2 separate regions of the Mus musculus genome follow, and region 1 is linked to region 2. Evidence: chromatin contacts called from public HiChIP or PLAC-seq data. All regions are on one chromosome and are shown on one strand. The core of a region is the stretch at or near the end of the contact, and the rest is flanking DNA. Distances in the headings are between cores, read along the strand shown. Region 1 has its middle 120 kb from the start of Mdfic. Region 2 holds the start of Mdfic (MyoD family inhibitor domain containing).

Region 1 (5,670 bases), core at 2,446-4,945, 120 kb after region 2:
CTGCCACCTGAATCCGGGTCTTTGTTGTCTCTTATTTCATGATATACAAGCAAGTAGTCTTTCATTCTTTGCATAAAACCAACCTACTTCCACACAAGCCATCTAAAATGTGGCTCGATTCTTCATCTGCTCCTAAAATAAAGCTCAAGTTTTGGACCTTCTCTTACACACCTGTATTTCATATATGCATGAACAGACTACACTGTGTCCTCATTTTTGTGCACTTAAGAATATACTAGATAATTCCAAGTATACTGATTCTGAATAATTGATGAAGCATTGTGACCTGAGTATTGGGACTTCATAAAATTTCCGTGGTAGTGCAAGTGTGCACTTAGGGCTAAGAACCACATTTTTAACATACAAGAAGAATCAACTTCTCATACAAGAGAGTGAGGAGGCTAAGTACTCATTTCTGTTCTTTTTTTTTTTTTCCATTAAACAAAAGCATTGTCTATGCTACATCAAATAACACAACCAAACCCCATTTCCTCATCTGTAAATGCAACACGAGGGAGATCGGCTTGGTTAATTTTTAAACTGATATCAACAGCACTTACTATAAACTTAAATCCTGAATTTAAAGCTCAAAGTTTATGAACTTTTAAAGAACTTTAAAAATCAGGAGGTAATACATGAGTTAACAAAAAGATTATAAAATGACTAAACAAAATCTGTGGACAAACAATTTAAATAACACAAAACACTTACAGTAGGTAGGAGAAAACACAGTAATTTTCCCTTACCTTTGCCTTCTCTCCTATATTTCAGTTATCAACAATTGCTACATTGTATTATATCACATCTCAAATGCATTAACATAACTTTTATTGTAACACATGGTTGTAATCATTGTTTTACTACTAATTATGGTGTTTAACTTGTTACTATTCTAAATATATAAATTAAACTTCACTTGTATGTATATGTGTCCAGGCGTGACCATTTGGTATTGGCTATTCCTCCCACTCTCAGCATCCTTCAGCATCCTGTAGTTGTTTGTCCGGGGTTGAGGTCTCAGGAGCTTTCCCACTTGCATGTCCACTGTAGCCATTCTTGTTCAGGTTATGTTTAGGAAGCCATGTTGGGGAGAATTAATGGGTTAGTTTCTGACATTTCTAGAAGACACAATTTCTTTTAGTTAATAAGTGCAAGAGACACACACACATGCATGCACACATACAAACACTTTATTGTGGATTTGTATGTATACAGAAAAGCAGCATTTTTATCTACTCATGGCATCAAGCATCTAGTAATGGTCTGTTCATGTACCCACTGCCAACAAGTTTGCTACCTTAATTCAGGAGTTATTGTTTTCACATTAGTTGATTCTGGTCTCAGTCTAGAACAATAAAAAATGTAGTGAATATCTCTAGAGAGTAGTATATATAACTCAAGGGTCTGTTACTGCTGTATTGGTATGTATTATATCAGAGTGTAAAGCCCTGACAAAGTATTCTCTCTCTCTCTCTCTCTCTCTCTCTCTCTCTCTCTCTCTCTCTCTCTCTCTCCCTCCCTCTCTCTCTTTCACTCTGTGTATATGTGTTTTTCACTCGATGGACCCAGATTTTGAAGAAGTTGTTAAAAATAGTACATTTTGGGAACTACCTGAGAACAACAAACAATGATTAGACTCAAATAATGTCCTTGTCATACTGGGCAATAGACTCTAATGGAAATATGCAAACCAGTTGGAGGATTGGTAAGAGTCGGCTCCATTACTCTCAGTCAGTACATCTTTCGCCATCCTTATGCTGGTGATCGATCCTTGCTCCAGTGGGTGGTGTAGCAGCTGCACAGAGGTACAGCTAGGTTTTCCTACAGCTGTTTTAATGGATAAGCTGTAGACTTTTAAGGATCATTGTGAACTGCAAGAGGCAAGGCTGGAGACAACCCACGGAGTTAAGGTAGTGCATGCTTTGGAAACTATTCCTGAAATGGACACTTGAAATATTTGTTACCAAGTCAAAATAGAATAAACTGAGAAGTATGGGGCAAGATTCTGTGCCAAGTCAGTCTGGAGCTGTGAGAGGCTGCCAATGAGGAATTTCTTGAGCCAAGGAGAAAGCAAACAATCAAAGGAAACGTAGAAAGGAATCTGAGAGACTCAGGACAGAGCAGGTGGTGATGGTTTTTTTTTCTTTCTTCTTTTCACACAAGCAGGAAAACTTTGCTGAAGTTCTTCCATTCACCATGAGTTCCAACGGTGTATGTCAAGATTATAGTGTATCAAACTCGTCTGAAGACAAGATTCCTTTAAGGTTATTGAAAAATTCTTGGCAGAAAATGCCTTTGTTCTTCTAGCTCTTTTGAATCATGATGACGAAGAAGATGATGATAAAGCAGCAATTGTTATGTATAGAACTTAACACCTTACTGGTAATGCGTCAACCCTTTTAATCCTTTGGCTACCTTGCTTGATTTGATTTTGAGGACTAAACATGACATGTAGATTTTAAAGTTCATTAGAGTCCCCTATTTTTGGAACAGACAAGAATGTCTATAGAGAGAAGTTTACAAAACTCCACTGCATTCTTCTTGTATATTTTCTTAGCAGAGTCATGGATGCCATTGCAGAATTGCATGGTCATCAGAACTATAACAATCCTAGGCAAATTGTTCAATGCACTGTGCAAGTAAACCAGACATGTTTTCCAGATTGGCTCTGCCACTTCGAAGCTAGAGTGCAGAGTGAAGGATGATGAGTGAGGAAAGAAAGCGGAAGAGTTTTGGGTCTTAGGAAACAAGAAATTAGAAGAGGTCAGCCTTGGGATAGGTAATCTGAGAACCCCATATAAATGTACACTGATCCTGTTTGGATCAGGAAGCTATGCTTGCCTACTCAACCTGATTGGTCACTCAGGACTTTGGGTTCACCACTCTAGCTATGTGGGATAAGAAGCTACGAGCCCATAGATAATGAGAAAGCAATGAACTACTGCCCCTGCTCTTTCTGACACATTTCTCTGAAGACAAAGGTACAACTGTGTTGACAGAAGTCCTGGAATGGATTTGCTATTTTGGTTCAGATCTCCTTCATGGTCTAGGCTTCCCTCTTGTTAATATCCAGACAATATGGATTGTAGCTTAATGGTCCAAAATGGTAATCTTACTATAAATGAAATGTTTGCTGGGCACGGTGATCCATACAGAATCCTGACACTCCAGAAACTGAGGCAGGAGAATTCTAATTTCCAGGTCAGCTTGAACTATGTTTAGAGACTCTACTTAAACACAAAAGAATGATACAAAGATGAATAGGAAATAGAAATGCAAAAGTACAGTCCTTATTTTACCGCAACCACGTTTGAAAGAGCTCTGGATACCTGAATCATTCAACCTTCCTAATAAGTTCCTGAGACCGAGAGGGAGGTTCAACAATAGACCAGTCTACACAGGCAGAAAGTGGTGTTTAGAAAGAAGAAACTACACAAGAGTACAGATTCACTTTACAGGAGGGCCAGGACTTGAACCCAGAATGTCCGGTTTGATCAGATCTGTTCTTAACAGCCCCATAGATCACTAGATGCGGTTTCAGAAGTTTGCTTCATGTTTGTGTCTGTACTGCTCTTCTGAGGTGCAGGAGACAAGGTTTTCCCAGTCTGCCACTTAGGCATAAGATTAATGCACTGAAGCACCATTAGGGTCAATGTCATGCTGCTTTGCAAATTAACCTCCTTTATGCTCTTGTCAGACTGTATGGGGAAGTGAAAGGTTTTTCATCTTTGGACTTCCCCATTTACTCACCATCAATGCCAGCTGTGGCCAACAGGCTTTTTTTTTTTTTTTTTTTTTTTCTTGACTACATTGGAACAAACACTTGTAAAATTACTTACATTTAGAAGATGGAAATGTTGGCATTACAAGCTTTGAGGATACAGAAGTCCAACTCTGATGAATTGATGGCTTTTGCCGATATAGTTTAAAGAGAAATGAGTTTTTTAAAAAAGTCCCATGAGAGCCACATGAGAGTTACTCAGAAAGCACCTGGCATTCTGCCTTTCCTGGTGCTTATTCTCATGACAACACAAGCTGCTCTGGACGTACAGAGAGCAACGCTGTTGCATCAGTCAGTGGCTGCCTAAAGTAATTACTAATGACTTCAGTCCATTGTGTCTATTCTCAGCTAATGGTGGCTACTCTTTTTTTTTTAATTTTTTAAATTTATTTTATATATGAGAGTACACTGTGCACTGTCACTCTCCTCAGACACACCAGAAGAGGGCATCGGATCCTATTACAGATGGTTATGATCCACCATGTGGTGGCTGGGAATTGAACTCTGGTACCTTAACCACTGAGCCATCTCTCTAGCTCCAGCCAATTTAAATATTAAAGGATTTTTTATTTTCTGTAGAACAGCTACAGAGTGCTTAGCACCTATGAGTTAAAGGTGTGTCATTACAAGCACAGACAAATATAGCAGAACAGAACACTAGTTTAGAAGACCGAACATGATACAACTTGTGATGGTTTGTATATTCTTGGACCAGGGAGTGTCACCATTTGGAGGTGTGACCTTGTTGGAATAGGTGTGACCTGGTTGGAGTAGTGTGTCACTGTGGGTGTGGGCTTAATACTCTCACCCTAGGTACCTGGAACTCAGTCTTCCACTAGCAGCCTTTGGATGAAGATGTAGAACTCTCAGCTCTACCTGCGCCATGCCTGCCTGGATGCTGCCATGCTCCCTCATTGATGATAATGGACTGAATCTCTGAACCTGTAAGCCAGCCCCAATTAAATTTTTTTTTATAAGACTTGCCTTGGTCATGGTGTCCGTTCATAGCAGTAAAACCCTAACTAAGACACAACACAATGTGTTTCTCCATAAATAATCTGTCCTTCATTCATATTGCATTTTTTCAGTGAAGAAACTGGGTATGCTGATTTTACCTATTAGTCTCACTTGAAAATCTCTCTTCTATTGTGGAAAAACCAAACCGGACCAAACCAAACCAAACCAAACCAAAACAAAACAAAACAAAGAATAAACCCAAACCACAACCTTAAATTATTGGCTATAAATGGCATTAAGTTGAGACTTTTAAATGTCCCTTTATAAGAATGTCACCTTCCTATCTTTTGCATAAAACATTCATTCTTCGATCTGAGGTTAATGAAACTGTTGTTCATTGGTATGTCTGTGTCACATGGTACTTGGAAACTTTTCAGCAACAGAATTGGAATAAATAAGATGCTTAGATACAACCAGGGATCAGTCCACTGCATAGCTGTTCTTAAACCTTCTCATTATTTTGTTTTACCATAATTAAAAGAAAAGATATAAACCTACAGGAAACTTGAAACATGAATGATAAAAAGCTAGACAGATGCCAATAAGTTAAAATGAAGGACATCAGGTTAAAAGTAATGTTGATAAAACTAAAGGTTGATATATATGCAATAACAATAATGAAAGCAACTGAGGCCATCAAGAGTAAAGAAGATGGCAGAGCTTAACGGAAGGGTACCTGGGAGGGGCTGTAGCAAGGAAATGGTGAACGGTCTACACCCAGTGTAGGGGAATGCCAGGGCCGGGAAGCAGGAGTGGGTGGGTTGGTGAGCAGGGGGAGGGGGTTAGGGGGTTTTCAGGAAAGGGGATAACATTTGAAATGCTAATAAAGAAAATATCTTTAAAAAAGAGTAGAGAAGATGGCAGGTCTTGAA
Region 2 (5,445 bases), core at 710-3,209:
TGTTGGGAGAGATAGAAGTGTAGCCTTATAATTCTGGTGTTCCTACAGGGAGATGGGTGTTAGAGACATGTAAATAGCTGTAAATTCAGAAGTCTGCATGCTATCCTGGTGTGTGTAGCTAGGGACAATAAGGGCACCCTGTTCAAACAAGGTGAAAGGTAAGGACTGGAGGCCATCCTCTGACCTCCACAAGGGTACCATGTGCTTGTGACAGAATGAACAAACTGAACAAGGAGATAAACAGTAAGGGGACAAAGAAGAACTTTGCAGAACTTTCTCACTGACTCTTGTAAGCAAAGGCTGTGCTTTGTAGAGCACAAGTTTCCTGTGTGTTCTTTAATGCTGACAAGCCTTCCCCACAACTGACCTGGTCCCAAGAGGTAGGTGTTGGTATTCTGTCTGGACTCCACCCCCACAGTTACCTGGCATTAGCCAGGTAGGCCTGACCCACTATAAAAGGGGCTGATTGTCTCCTCCTCCCTCTCTTGTGCTCTTGCCTCTCTTGCTCATTGCTCCCTTGCTCCCCCACCCCCATTCCTTTCCCCTCTCTCTCCATGTGGTCTCTACTTCTCTACTCTCTCCTTCTCTCTGCCTTTCTCTGCCTCTACTATTCTCTTAACTCCCCTCCCCCTGCCCTGAATAAACTCTATTCTATACTATACAGTCCTGTGACTGGTCCCTCAGGAAGAAGGGATGGCTTGACATGGGCCCCACCAAGACACCCCCTTCCCCACACCCCACCAGCTAGAACATATCTTTATAGCTCTTTCTCTTTTTATGATCACAACAGTAGGTTCTATGTAGTCCAGACTCTTGACACGTTCTTAAGAGACTTAAGGCACTTTTTACAATGTCATCTATGAATCTACAAATTTTATTTAAAAACGGGGCCATATCTATTAGCTATAGGTCACCGAGAAAAATGCCATTTTCTATGGAATCCAAATACCTGCCTTCAGAACCTTTGAAGATTGATTTCTCGGAGTAGTTGAAATCAAGTTCTTGTTTCTTTAGAGGTAAGAAATAGACCTTTTCCGTCAGTTGAAAAGAACTTGAATGGTCACTTTTTGAAGATAAACATTCCTGATGTATTATTAGTAATGATGGGGGTGAGTGAGAAGGAGAAACCATTAAGTTTCTTCAGTTTTGATATGCACCTCCACTGAACTCTGCATTTCACTCAAACAAAGAACAAAAATTAACCAGATGTATAAAAGTTCTTAACAGCCCGTTACACTTGCTCTTGGCCCTTTAGAGTCTGCCACAGTCAGAACATTTCATTTAAAAAGCCACCGACAATGAACCTTTTACGTCTGAGCACAGTTTAGCTTCCCGCAGACGTCACACGGTCAGAGAGGCACTCAGCCTGGGGTAGGACAGATGTGCTCAAGAATGTTCACCTTGCACTCCTGGGTGGCTCTGTGCAACTGGTTTAACCAGATCAGGAATCCTGTCTGACAGAAGTAAAGTAATAAAAAAGAAAAAGATGAAGAGATTAGACAAGTACTTGGGACCTGTGAACAAGGTTTTAAATACACATTTATGTCTTCATAGTACCAGGAAAGTCAGTGTGTGTGTTTGAACACACATGTACATTCATCACACACACACACACACACACACACACACACACACACACACACACACACCCTTCCCTGTTTTCAAAGGTCGCTTCCCTGGGGCATTCCTCAAGATTATTTAATAGTCTATCGAAGGGCAGGATTGAAAGTGGTTTGAGGGGGACTTTCCCAGAAAGGTTGAAGATGTTTGAGCTGCCAAGGTTAGCTCCCTCCCTGTTTTCCCTAACCTTGGTGGGCCTGGGCTAGGGAGCCTGCATCTGGCCTGTCCAGCTCTGGCCTCCTGACCCAGACAGCTCCCTCGCAAGGGAGCTCAGGGCCAAACCTAGGTCGCGCCGCCCCCAACCTCGGGGCTGTCTGCCAAGAGTTCGAGGCCACCCCAATCCGGATATGATGAAAGGGAGCCACAGAGAGAGAAGTGTTTGAAGAGTGTAGGAGTGGCAGCGCGAGGGTGAAAGAGACGCACAAGTGGATCCTAAAGTCCTTCCCGGAGGAGAGGGGCTGCCCGGAGGGAAGGGACGGAGTGCGCGGAGTCAGCGCGGGCGGCTGCCACTGTCGCTGCCACTCCCGGGGCCGGAGGGACGTGGTCAGGCTGCCAGGGCGTGATGGGGCCGCGGCCAGAGCCTCGCTGACTACCGGTGGCGGGAGGAAGGGACCCGGAACAGCCCACGGGGGGGATGCCAAGGTAGGTGGAGGTCCCTTAGGTCGCTCTGCCGCCGAGTCCCCGCGCGTCCCCTCCCAGCGCGCGCGTCCCGTTCGCAGCGTCCCCCCAGGCTGCTTTCAAATCCTAACTTCCCTGGGGTGGAGTTGGAGGAGGGACGCGGAGGGGGAGGGAATGGCCCAGGCATTGCGGCGTGCTGTGCTCTAAAAACAGTTGATCCTGCTGTCCCTTTTGCTTTTCCCGCCAGAGGCAGGCCGTTTCCTGCACCCAGCACCTAAGCAGCTGGGGTCCGTGCACCCCGCGGGGACGGCTCTGGCTCGGAGCGTGGCCCATGTCCTGCGCGGGTGAAGCCCTCGCTCCCGGGCCCGCGGAGCAGCAGTGCCCGGTCGAGGCGGGCGGCGGCCGGCTGGGCTCCCCGGCCCACGGTGAGTAACAAGTACTTGCGAGTTGCGAGTTTCTGGGACGTGCTTGCACACTTAGGGATGGGTGGTGGTGGTGGTGGGAGTGGGGAACTGCGAGGATGGGCTTCAACTTCGGAATTGTGAACTTTTGCACACTTATGTTACTTAAACAAGTCTGCCAGAGGATCACTGCCCCAGATCAACAACCGGATAGGAGGGCGGGATCCCTGGCCCCTCTATTCCCTTTTCTTGCTAGAAACTGGTTGACTAGATGGCTTCTACCTTCTGCCTAAGCACTTCTTGGCCTGGGACTCAGGAGGGGTGTGAAGTCTCCAACCCTTGTCTAGTACTCTTAAGTTCTTATGTTCTTTTCTCATGCAGGGCAGTCTCTGCTCTCTGAGCTAGCGTGGGCTCTCCTCATCTTTCTGGTTCTTGTGGGGTACTCTGACCCCCAGGTTAAGCATCCAGGTTTCTGAGACCAGTTTCTTTTGGAATGGCTCGTGCATATGTTTTCAATAACGTTTGTTTTGGAATAAACACGTTCCAAGAATGAATTAACTCTTTTGAGTTCTTCCAAAGGGAAAACAAAATCGTTTGCTTCTGGGAAGCTTCCATAACCACATTTTAAAATTCTTTGAAGGTAATAGACTTCAGGTGCTCTTTGGTGGCAGAACCAGACTCTCACCATTTCTCTTCCCTTTTCCAGTAAGGACAATTCCAATGAGGACAGTTCTGACTGGCAGACACCAGATAACTTTCCAGCTCTCCAAAACTCTTGATTTTAAGCATGTCTAAAATCTTGTCTCCCAGTACCCAAATATATACTGCCTTAAGTTTCTTTCTTCTCTTTTTAATTCGGGGGGTGGGGGGTGGGGAGGGGGGGGAGGAAAGGAGTTGCTGTTCTAACCAGAGTAGATAGTAGCAGAAAACATCCAAGCGTAAATTGAAATGTTATGTTTATCATTTCGATTTAGAAGAGTGACTCATTTCTTTTCCTAAACAGAGAGAATCCAAGTGATTAGCTGTAGAGAAGAACCAGATTGATAAACACGTTTTCTCAGAAGCAGCCCGTCTTACACACACTGCATTGTCAACATTGTCATCTCCCTGCCATTAGCCATGCCCGCCCACCCTCCACAGTCATAGCCACTCGTCGATAGGCTCTTTATACTCCCACTTCAGTCATTAATCACTCCTGGTAAACAATGCTTACGCCAAAAATCAACTGCAAACACTCCAGGTAAAACTATTGGGCCGGGTGTGGTTGTGCACGCCTTTAATCCCAGCACTTGGGAGGCAGAGGCAGGCGGATTTCTGAGTTCGAGGCCAGCCTGGTCTACAAAGTGAGTTCCAGGACAGCCAGGGCTATACAGAGAAACCCTGTCTCGAAAAACCAAAAAAAAAAAAAAAAAAAAAAAAAAAAAAAACCAAAAAAAAAAAAATTGGATTTGGAAATAGCCAATACGCACAAAATCTAGTGTTAACGCTAGGGATGGTTAAAATCTCCTGGAAGAACTTGTCATGGTACCTCCTGTGTACAAAGCTGCTTGGTGTCAGGTGATCTGCGCACAAGGAGGAAGACATCTCAAAGGGCCTGAGGTTAACGCTAGCTGCATACAACGTGTATATCTCTCTATGGAAAACCAATGTCCTCTTGCAATTGAACATTGCCTTCCTCCAATAGTCCCACCTGCTCACCCTATCGCTGGGAAACAAAACATAGTGTCTGAGCATAGTAGGACACTAGTGTTCAGTTAATCAAAGTTTAGTTTTAAAATTCTACACACTAAATTAAGTAAGGAAAATATAACATTTAAGGGACATTTACAGAAGATATTTGCAAAAGAAAAAAAAGGAATGTGAGATATGTCTTCTGCCGTGTTAAACACACTTATTATATGTGCACCTAATATATGTAAAAGCACATTTAGTATGTTGTGATGAACTATTCACTATGTTAACCCAAGGTGTAATTCTTAAAAATTGGAAGTAATCTTAGGGATTTTTAAAATCTAGTTTGAACCTCCTAATCAGATTCTGGGCTCCTTTCTAGAACCTGGAATGTGGGGTTGAGAAACGTAACATGATAGCCTGCTGCATTTTCAACACTGAGTTTGCAAGGTTTTCTTTACTGAAAGGACAGTCCTGGACGCGGACCTTTCCGCTGTGCTTCTGTGAACTTTTCTGTTGCTTTGAAAGCATAGATATTATAGTACTAATATCTACAATGCTGTTACAGAGTAAGGTGCTTGCATGCTACATGCAATAAATGGGGACCAGGAAAGTGACAGGCAAGGTATCTGTGGGATTCAGTGTCCAGGAAAGGAAGTGGGCCAGGCGATAACACGACTTAGTTCTAGTTAAGTACTGTCATGTGGGTTCATGTCTTCTGATGTCCTAAGGGATACTAGATGCATATGTGTATTGTTCCATCATTTTATAGTAACAAATTGAGTCAGTTTGTGTGTGTGTGTGTGTGTGTGTGTGTGTGTGTGTGTGTGTGTGTGTATGTGTATGTTTGTTTATTTTCCCCTGTGGCAAAGAACCTACCACATCTGGAGGTTGGATCTGACCTCTGGGCTTCTGATTTGTTGTCTCTGCTTTTGCAAACAGAACGTAAATGAGTTTTAAATGATTTTCCTGTTTATAACCAACATCTGAAATATTGAGTTATGCTCTCATGCAAAATTCCTGTAGAAATACCTTGGTAGGTGAAAGGCCATTTGGGCCTCACTTGTTCTCATAAGAAAATGGGTTTGTAGATATGATTCCTTGCGTTGTCCTTTCCTTTCCTTTTGGATTAAGC

What was found. HiChIP or PLAC-seq counts read pairs in DNA pulled down with a chosen protein or histone mark.
Region 1: a contact with region 2 is called in an H3K4me3 HiChIP or PLAC-seq map of bone marrow-derived macrophages, with 4 times the contacts expected there. The contact joins the enhancer-like site here to the promoter of Mdfic in region 2. A contact is called at or near these places in 1 of 15 datasets of contacts at CTCF or cohesin (the NIH/3T3 cell line), 8 of 484 Hi-C or Micro-C datasets (B cells, bone marrow-derived dendritic cells, bone marrow-derived macrophages and 4 more), 3 of 115 datasets of contacts at active chromatin or transcription factors (bone marrow-derived dendritic cells, bone marrow-derived macrophages and microglia) and 3 of 9 other capture datasets (adipose tissue, liver and pancreatic islet).

The regions. Positions count from the first base shown.
Region 1 is chr6:15,838,021-15,843,690 of GRCm38.p6, forward strand. No RefSeq gene overlaps it. Among named protein-coding and RNA genes, the nearest start is that of Mdfic, 120 kb to the left of the region's middle. Within about 2 kb of position 3,696, at least 73 of the 459 cell types and tissues checked have an H3K27ac peak or open chromatin away from gene starts, as enhancers often do. A contact at or near this core is called in B cells, adipose tissue, bone marrow-derived dendritic cells and 4 more, where this site is marked.
Region 2 is chr6:15,718,702-15,724,146 of GRCm38.p6, forward strand. Mdfic (MyoD family inhibitor domain containing) reads left to right here and starts at 1,960. Exons shown (of 5, transcript NM_175088.5): 1 at 1,960-2,262; 2 at 2,486-2,663. The coding sequence starts at 2,570.